Regions from separate parts of the Mus musculus genome. Here regions 1 and 2 are each linked to region 3. The links are chromatin contacts, called in public Hi-C and HiChIP or PLAC-seq maps. All regions are on one chromosome and are shown on one strand. The core of a region is the stretch at or near the end of the contact, and the rest is flanking DNA. Distances in the headings are between cores, read along the strand shown. Region 1 holds the start of Per3 (period circadian clock 3). Region 2 overlaps Rere (arginine glutamic acid dipeptide (RE) repeats). Region 3 holds the start of Slc45a1 (solute carrier family 45, member 1).

Evidence for each region. Hi-C and Micro-C count contacts between places; a contact is called where the count stands out from the background. HiChIP or PLAC-seq counts read pairs in DNA pulled down with a chosen protein or histone mark.
Region 1: a contact with region 3 is called in an H3K4me3 HiChIP or PLAC-seq map of embryonic stem cells, with 10 read pairs. The contact joins the promoter of Per3 here to the promoter of Slc45a1 in region 3. A contact is called at or near these places in 4 of 39 promoter capture datasets (the 3T3-L1 cell line, erythroid cells, hippocampal neurons and 1 more), 2 of 484 Hi-C or Micro-C datasets (cortical neurons and nephron progenitors), 5 of 115 datasets of contacts at active chromatin or transcription factors (craniofacial prominence, embryonic forebrain, embryonic stem cells and 1 more) and 2 of 9 other capture datasets (adipose tissue and embryonic stem cells).
Region 2: a Hi-C map of the N1E-115 cell line shows a contact between it and region 3, with 4 times the contacts expected there. The contact joins the enhancer-like site here to the promoter of Slc45a1 in region 3. A contact is called at or near these places in 4 of 39 promoter capture datasets (the C10 cell line, hippocampal neurons, pre-B cells and 1 more), 2 of 15 datasets of contacts at CTCF or cohesin (embryonic stem cells and pro-B cells), 8 of 484 Hi-C or Micro-C datasets (the Ba/F3 cell line, the N1E-115 cell line, cortical neurons and 3 more), 1 of 115 datasets of contacts at active chromatin or transcription factors (embryonic stem cells) and 3 of 9 other capture datasets (embryonic stem cells, liver and macrophages).

What each region holds. Positions count from the first base shown.
Region 1 is chr4:151,043,251-151,046,400 of GRCm38.p6, reverse strand. Per3 (period circadian clock 3) reads left to right here and starts at 1,736. Exons shown (of 21, transcript NM_011067.3): 1 at 1,736-2,293; 2 at 2,697-2,842. The coding sequence starts at 2,169. Gm38529 reads right to left here and starts at 1,548. Exons shown (of 2, transcript XM_017320565.2): 1 at 1,373-1,548.
Region 2 is chr4:150,351,220-150,354,407 of GRCm38.p6, reverse strand. All of the region lies in intron 1 of Rere (arginine glutamic acid dipeptide (RE) repeats), which reads right to left. Among named protein-coding and RNA genes, the nearest start is that of Rere, 71 kb to the right of the region's middle. Within about 2 kb of position 1,422, at least 17 of the 459 cell types and tissues checked have an H3K27ac peak or open chromatin away from gene starts, as enhancers often do. A contact at or near this core is called in the N1E-115 cell line, where this site is marked.
Region 3 is chr4:150,650,816-150,653,575 of GRCm38.p6, reverse strand. Slc45a1 (solute carrier family 45, member 1) reads left to right here and starts at 1,402. Exons shown (of 9, transcript NM_173774.3): 1 at 1,402-1,549.

The DNA.
Region 1 (3,150 bases), core at 487-2,986, 390 kb before region 3:
ACAACATAAAAGTCTAAATACTTTTCCTTAAGCACAAACCCCATCACAATCTGGCCCTTCCTTTCTCCCATTGCTTCAGGTTCTTTTTTTTTTTTTAGATTTATTTATTATTATTATATCTAAGTAACTGTAGCTGTCTTCAGACACACCAGAAGAGCATCAGATCTCATTATTGATTGTTGTGAGCCACCATGTGATTGCTGGGATTTGAACTTGGGACCTTCAGAAGAGCAGTCAGTGCTCTTAAGCACTGAGCCGTCTTTCTAGCCCTCGCTTCAGGTTCTTAATGACTAACCTGTACTTCACAAGGATGGCCTGAAAGGGACAGTGCTTTTCAGTTCTGTTAGCCCACCCATTTCCCCCACCCCAAAGGATCACTCAGATTCAGTTCCCCTTCTCAGCGGCCCTCCCTTACCCTCCAGCCTGTTCCCTGGGGCTCTTGCCTCCTTCCTCTGTCCTTCCCATTCCTACCAGTTTATGTCCTACCAGCATCTTAGGCTTTCTTGACTTTGAGGCATCATCCATGTGTTGTATGTTGAGTATGAGAGAATTTGGTTCTGTCCTCAGTACAATAATCCCTGCCCACATGTGCACCCAATGGTCGTACAATGAATGTTTCTTGAAGAACTCAGGAGTAGAGTAATCCAGTGTGGAGAAAGACTTTTTTTAAAAATCGGTCATTTGCCCAATATGAAATGTGGATACTTGCTCTCTGGCATTTTCCCCTTCTCCTTTGGCCTGAACACTTTCATTCATCCAACAAATACTTAGTGTATTTTTTTAAAGATCTTATTATTTATGTGGTGTATGTCTGGATAGCGTATGCTCACTGTGCAGGTGTCTTGATGGATGAGGGCATTGGATCTCCTATAACTGGAATTACAGGCACTTTGTGAGACACTGATAGAAGATGCCTGGGAACCATCCAAAGGAAGAGCAGTAGGTGCTTAACTCTCAAGTGCTGTGCCATCTCTCCACCCACTACCGAGTGTGTTCTTGATGTACCCAGGCAGCAGAAGGCTGGAGCTCTGCCCTGTACCTTTCGTTTCTGAAGGGTAGAGACAGTTATGTAAAAGGAGCATCCTGGCTGTTTCCTCGAAAACAGAGCGTCGCTTACAATACTATCTAACTCCTGTTGCCAAATGAACCTGTAACTCGAGGGCAGCCAAGGACCTTACCTTGTACCATTAAACTTGTATTTCTGAAAATACGGTTGGATTCTACCTGGGTTCACTCACCTATATTGGCGGGTGGGAGAAAGCAGCAAGTTTTGGAAAGATGAAAACAATGGGAACCCCAAAGCACTGCATTCCTGGGATACCGGGGAGCCCCAGAGGCCTGCGGACTCACAAGCGCCACCGGGTCCACTTACCTGTTGGCTGCGCGGACCCCGCCCTCCCGTGACTGACAGCCCCAAGGCCACGCCTCCGGGAAGCCCGGCAGTAGACTTGCGCGGCCCGGCCCTGTTGTCTTCCAGGCCACTCCACTTGGCCAGGATTGGCCGAGAGCCGCCCTCGCCCGACCCGCGCGTTATGTAAGGTACTCGGGGGCCTTTGCACCCGCCCACCCGCCCGCGGTTATGTAACCCCCGCCGTGCACGACCTGCACCCCGCCCTCTGACCAATGGGAGCTCGTGTTGCCGGTAACAGCGACCAATCGCGCGGCGAAGGGGCGGGACCGGATCCCTGGCGCGCAGGGGGCGGGGCCGGCGGCCACTGGGCACGCGGACGGCCTCGAGACTGGACTGCCCGCGGGTGGGCGAGGCTCTGCGGGGCGGCGGCGAGTTGCTCGGCTGGCGGGACGCCTGCGAGCCCGCACGGCCGGGCGCTGCTGCCCCTGCCTTCTGCCCGGTCACGCCGGACGTTGCTCTCTGAGGTGTTTCTCGATGCTCGCCGGCTTCCCAGCAAGGACGGTGGAAAAGTTGTTGCAGGCTGACCGCGCTCCCTGAGAGCCCCGCTGGTGGTCCGTCCAGCCAGCTTCCGCCATCGAGCTGTCGCTGTAGCTCGTCACCCCAGCAGAGTCTGTGGAAATGCTGAGGAGAAAAGTGCCCCTCAGATGAGCGTGGTCGGCGACCAGTCTTTCCCGAAGGCGATGGCAGGGACCAAAACAAGCCGGGTTTGGTTGCTAGCTGCAAACTGAGAGAAGCAGGCTGAGGGCTGCCAGGCGGGATGGATCCCTGTGGAGACCCGGCAGTACCTGGTGGCGACTGTCCCCAGACTAGGGGACCGGGGCTCCAGGGGGCGTCTGGCCAGGAGGGTCCTCTGCAGGGCACTTGCGTGGACAGCAGCCACAGGTGACGCTAGGAAGTCTCCCCACCACCCTCTGTGTTTATTGTCCTTCCCTGGAGCAGGGAAAGCAGGATTTACAACTTTTTATTGTATTTTTGATCCCGGGGACGCGGTAGGGGGGGGAGGCGACCTGAAAGGGAACTTCCAAATAGTTCGGTGAGGATTGATGGGAGGGGGAATGTTACTAAACTAAATTACCAGAGTACGGAAAGAAAGAGGAAAGTGGTTAAAGAATTTGACGGAGTTGGGACTGAAGGGAGAATGAAAGTGTAGAATGTCCCCTACCTGGAAGAGAAAGGGCATTAAACCTGTGACCTGGGCTAGTTGAGGTGGCCAGACATCCCTAAAAATCAGATATTCCTTGAGTGTCCACCATTACGGTTTCTTGTTTGTTTTTTTCCTATTCAGTGAACACGAAGACCGAAACAGAATGTCTGAAGAGCTTATAATGGTTGTCCAAGAAATGAAAAAGTATTTCCCAGCCGAGAGGCACACTAAGCCCAGTACCCTAGATGCTCTTAACTATGCCCTGCGCTGTGTACACAGTGTGCAAGGTAAATGCATTGCAGCGAATAGGGTGGCGCTGGGCTCAGTCCTCATGTGCAGTGGAACTCCAGCCTCCAGAGGCTTGGGCTTTATTTGTAGCCAAGACAAGCAAGTCTAAAGCTGATGTAAGTGGTGCTTTAGGCTTTCCAAGTTTGAAAAGCCAGCAGAACGTTATTTGTCTGACAGTTTAGTAACTGTGCAATATTGTGCCTATCTGTTGCAAGAGTAAAGAGTTGAGCAGTTTAAGTAAAACTCAGAGGACTTTTTCAAGGAGCATTGCCTTCCATGGAGATTACACGAGCAAATACATGTCTGG
Region 2 (3,188 bases), core at 173-2,672, 300 kb after region 3:
AACTAAAGACAAGCCCAAGGTCTCTGGCACACTAAGCCAGCAGCACCCTATCCCTGAACAAAGCCCGGGATTTTCACAAAGTATTATTTGCTCTAAAACTGGACTTAGAACCGGTTGTGACTGTCGTGAGGGTGCTAGGGACCCAACCTCCATACTCTGGAAGAGCGGCAAATGTCAATAACCACTGAGCCATCTCCACGACAGATTTTCTTTGTTTTTAAGAAGGGGGAAAAACTGCTTAAGCAGGTAAGATTTAAGAAAATAAGCCGGGCGTGGTGGCGCACGCCTTTAATCCCAGCACTCGGGAGGCAGAGGCAGGCGGATTTCTGAGTTCGAGGCCAGCCTGGTCTACAAAGTGAGTTCCAGGACAGCCAGGGCTATAAAGAGAAACCCTGTCTCGAAAAACAAAAAAAAAAAAAAAAAAAATGAGAAAAAGGTTAGAAGTATCACGGGGTTAGAACTATTATTCAACAAATAAAACTCAACTACTTTTTTTAAAAAAGTAGCAATAACCTATTAGGAACTGAGAAAAATAATTAGTATTAGTGATATTCTTATAAGCAAAATTTCCTACTGTTTGCCTCAAACTTAACATGGCACATAACTTCCACTCTTCCCCACCTCCCCCATAAGTAATTATTTATTGGTCCTGCATTTTAAAGATCTCGTTCCACTTTCTCTGTAGGGCCATCGTCGTGACTCAGTTCACAATTTCATCATCTGCCTGGTGCCTACTCCTACCATAATTAAATGACTCAAATAGGACAAATGTATTATCTCACAGTCCGGACAATAAAAGCCTGACATTAAGATACCCACAAGACTGGTGATTTCTGAGGCTGTGAGAGCACATCTGCTTATAGGCCGTCAGCCGCCCTCCTTGGCTTTGTGATTCTTAGGCAGATATCTGGGACACAGTTAGCAATTATTTATAGTATCATCATCACCAGCAACAGCTACATTTTTAAAATAATGTAATTTTTTAATTGTATGTGTATGTTTTGCCTGTGTGCATGTCTACGTACCACATCAGCGCCTAATGCCCAGAAGAAGAATGGCAGAAGAAGGCATCAGGCCCCTGGAACTGGAGTTAATAGATAGTTGTAAACTGCCAAGTGAGTGCTGGGAATTCCACCCAGATCCTCTGAAAGAATGGCCAGAGCTCTTACCCACTGGGGCATCTCTCCCTCCTCAACAGTTGATATTTTAAACAGGAAAGGAGAATTAACAGAATTAAGATTTGGCATTAAAAAAATTTTTTTACAGCAAAGCAAAATTTGATATGGCTCTGGGTAAGCAAAAGCAGAGGCAGAAAGACAAGCAAGCATATGTTGAATTGGGCCTTCAAACCCAGAGGACCTACAAGTCTTCTCTTGAACCTTAGAACACTTATTTGGAAATGATCGTTACAGATGCAATTAGCTAAAATGAGGTCACTGGTTGAGTCATACCAAGATGACAGACACTGTACAGAAGGGAGATTTAGACAGAGGTGGACATTAGAAGTAATGACAAAACAGAGAGCCATTAAGAAAATATTGCTAGCCGGGCATGGTGGCACACATGACTAGCCAAATGACTTAATCCCAGCACTCAGGAGGCACAGGCAGGTGGATCTCTGAGTTTGAGGCCAGCCTGGTCTACAGAGTGAGTTCCAGGACAGCCAGGGCTACACAGAGAAATCCTGTCTTGTAAAACAAAAACAAAACAAAAAAACAACAACAAAACAAAAGAAAAAAGAAAAAGAAAATATTGCTATCTAAGAGCTTCACATATAGGGGCTTGAGAGATGGCTCATTGATTAAAAGTATGTGCTGTTCTTGCAGAGGCCCTGGATTGGCACCCACCACCTATATGGCAGCTAGCACATAACCTGTATATCAAGTTCCAGGGATCTGACATTTCTAGTATATGCTGGCACCTGCACACACACAATACACATAAAATCATGGAGAAGGCACTTGTATATACACACAAATAATAAATAAATTCTTAAAGAATTTTACATATAGAACCATACTCCTCTAGGTGAATACTCGCATTATATCCATGTGTCAGTGAGCAAACAAAGAGGCAATGGTGTTAAACCACCTCTGGTCGATGCAGCTACCTAACCGCACAACCAGGATTTAAATTGGCCCTGCATGCCAAAACAAAAGGCTATCTGGCATAATAACTCAAATTATCAGTCAATAGAGGCTTCCATCTTTGACCCTTTACCTACCTATCACAAGCCAACTAGAGTTTTCATTAGATAAAAGGCAGGGTGCTAAGTAAGGAATGTTGATCTGCACTTAGGGCCATCAAATCCTGAAAACACTACATTAAATTATCCTAATGATCAAATTAAGCTATCCATTATCAAAACGGAGGAGAACAGCAAATAAAACTACAAAAAGACAACTCAGAAGAAGAAAACCTAGCAACCTTAGCCTTGGGTTAGCAATAACAATGAATGAACAATTCAGGGCCTGAAAGGGATTTTCCCCAGAAGAAGGCAGCAGTGGTACTGCCTGCAGCTCCGCATAAATTACACGGACTCTGTGTTCTCGCGCCTAAGGACAGCACAGAAACAACCTAAGGAGGTGAGTGAGCTTTCAAGTTGAGGAAGAGTGAATCTAAAGGGGCTTGGGGGAGCTTTAAGTACCAACCAGTTTCTGCCTCCTCCTCCACCACTCCATTAAGTATGTTTCATGATACTACTAAATAAGAGTTCACTTTGATTAAACTACTTTCATAGCCAAATGACTTAAAGCTCCATTAACCCAGACTATACTGGAGGAACTGGTTTTTGTCATAGCCAGGATCAACAGAAGTAACCGTTATTTAAATAAAGTAACTGCCTACTCTTAAGTAAAGCAAGGCGGCTGCCATGAAGCACTTGGTGCCAACAAAGTCTAAAGAGTAGGCTGTGGTTTAAGATGAAACCCAGGAAGAAAAGTCACTCTTCCTATAAAGGACAGTTTGGCTCTTTCAAATAAAAAGGCTTTATTTCTGAGAACACATAAAAATTTGAGACAACCTGCTTTCCAGTTCTGGGAGACTTCTATTACTACACTACACAAACCAACATAACAGAACATCCTGAAAGAGAATCATGTTTTGTTTCCAGCCTGGAGCCCATCTTCCCGGCAACGATGTGCTGATGGCAAATCACCCTGCAGAGCTGCAATGGGCTCCTCAACTTG
Region 3 (2,760 bases), core at 153-2,652:
CCTCCCTCAGCCCCACGCTCCTCCCTCAGCCCCATGCTCCTCCCTCAGCCCTACACCCCTCCCTCAGCCCCACACCCCCTATCTACCTGCTTTCTTGTTTGCTGGAGTTGCTGGAGATCGTAAATATTGATTATCAACCCCATGGCATCTGGTCTCTCCTAAGAAGCATCACCGTGTTTACCTGGCCGCTTCATTAAGTATGTAAGACCCACACTGAATGTGGGCTGCACCATCCCATGGCTGGGGGCCTGGACTGCATGCAAAGGAGCCTTCATCTCTCTCTCTCTCTGCTTCCAGATCGTGGGTGTGGTGTGGGTAGCGCCTCACCCTCCCGCCCCTACGCTGTTCTCTAGAACGAGAGGCCAGAATAAGCCCTCTCCCTGGAGTTGTTTCTTGTGTTTGTGTTTAGTCACAGCCAACATAGGTGTCCTCTTCCCTTACAAAAATGTTGCTAGGCAAGTAAAGACTGCATGCCTGCACACATGTATGCCCTGTGCAGAAGCTGAACTAAGACTCTCAGTGACATGCAACTACACAGTCAACTTCAGCCACAGTCACTGGTGGGCAGCAGAGTCCCGGGAGAGTCACCATAATCTCTCTACCTTAGCAGTTTCATCTGAAATTGTATGTATTCTGAGGGAGTTGTGTGTTCTGACACACCATTGGCATGCTTTACTGTGAATATGCGCAGTGGTGGGTGTGTGTCACAGATGCTATGGGGAGGATCAGAGGGCACATTACTGGAGTTGAATCTGTCCTTCCACCTTTAGTGGGTTCCAGGGACTGAATTCAGATCTCCAGACTTGCTTGGCAAGGCTTGTTACCACTGAGTCATCTCTCCAGCACCTACGTATTTATTTTATTTATCCTATTTAATGTGTATATTCCTCTCTAGCCTGTCAACCCTGAGGTCGGAAAGGTTTCCCCCTCTCTTCCTTACATCAAGGGGTCTAGAATAAAGCCTGGCATAGCCCGGCCACCTGATGGATCTGTGGCCAGAATAATGAGTGTAATACTTTGGGGGATTGGTTTAGTGCAATGGGCACAATTTTAGGGGGTACGTGTTTATCTATAAACATATGCACGGCTATTTACTTAGAATTGAAGACACAAAAATGTATGTATTTCCTTTAAAATGAGAATGAGGAAGAACAGTCACGGGCCCCGGCAAGTGCTTTTATAATACATTCATGACCATGGAAAAACAAACATAAACTATTATATGTCTGTCTTTCTTTTTTCGCTCAGGTTTTTTTGTTTTGTTCTGTTTTTGGAACTGGTCCCACAAAGTCATACTGCCTCCCACTCCTGCATTCTGCCTATAGACCCCGGTTGTCCCCAAAGGTGCGATGGCACAGCCAACCGGCTGCTTTAAGGATGCTCTGCGGGACCTAGCGGCGGGATGCAGCCGTGACGTCACGGCCCCGCCCCACGGGGTGATGCTGCAGCTGCCGCGGCGGGGCCGGGGGCGCCGGGCTAGGACGGAGCTGTACCCCGAAGAACCAGGAACCCAGCCTGGGAAAGGGATGCCTCCCGTCTGGACGTACAGGTACCGGGCGTTTCCTCCTGCGCCCTCTGCCCAGCTCCGCGGCTTGGCGCCGGGAGCAATGCTGCTTAGGCCCCAGGATGATACTAGTGCCCAGGCTGGGGGCTCTAGGCAGGCATGGAGACCTTTGTTCTTCTTGGATGTTTAGTGAATTAAGCTGAGAATGGAACCTCCGGGGGCGCAGCAACCGCAGGCCTAGAGGGAGAAGCAGTCTGGTAAAATTTGCACCCAGCGTCTGCTCTGTTTATTGAGCCCCAGGCCTGTTCCCGGCCACCTGGGCAGGTGTCATCAGCTTCCGGTTCACCTCCTCCCTGAGGCTGAGTCCTCTGGATGGTCAGGGGCCTTTGTAAAACATCTCCTGGGATGTCTGGGTTATGGGGAACAGCACCCTGTCATTACCTCTGTCCTGAGTCATATCGCTGAGGGTGTCATGCTAAAGCTGACACTAGAGGCGGGCAAACCTCCCCTTCATTCTCTTCTGGATAATAACCTCTCACGACCCCTGGAGTCGTTAGAACGTTTGTTTTCCTGTTCTTAGGGGGAGGAGAGTCAGGTGCTGATGAAACAAAGTCAGAGTGCTTCTAGTCGGGACTTTGGAGGCAAGTTAGCCCTGAGTAAGGAGTCAAAGTCCCGGAGATGTAGCAGAACTGGGCCCCGATTCAGTGCTCCATCCCCTTAAGAGGTTTGAACTAACAGCTCTGAGAATCTGTAGGAGGTGAAAGAGAACTGACCCTAAGGCAACCCCATGGGTGGAAAGCCCCCTCCCCCCGTTTTTTGTTTGTTTGTTTGTTTCATTTCGTTTTGTTTTGTTTAACAGAAAAGAGAAAAGAAAATGGGTTGATTCCAAGTGAGATACATTTTTTTAAGTATTCAGGTTATTGCATGTTTCTTTTTTGTTAATCAAGTGCTGTTGAAACAGCCCATAACAGGTTAGGGATGGCTCAGTGGATAAAGAAATTGCTGCCCAAGCAAGGGGACCTGAATTTGAATCCCCATGTCCCATTTAAAGCCACCAGTAGTGGTATCGTGTACCTGCAATCCTGGCAGCCCTAGGGCTGGATAGGAAGCAGAGATGGAAATCTCTTGAAGCTCCTGGGTGGGCTAGCCTGGTGTATCCTGCTGCAAGTCAGAGGTTGTGTCTCTAACTGCCCACAGAAAAGTAACTTTAAAAAAATCTGTCACAGTATAAAATTTTGTAAAGCATTTAACATTTT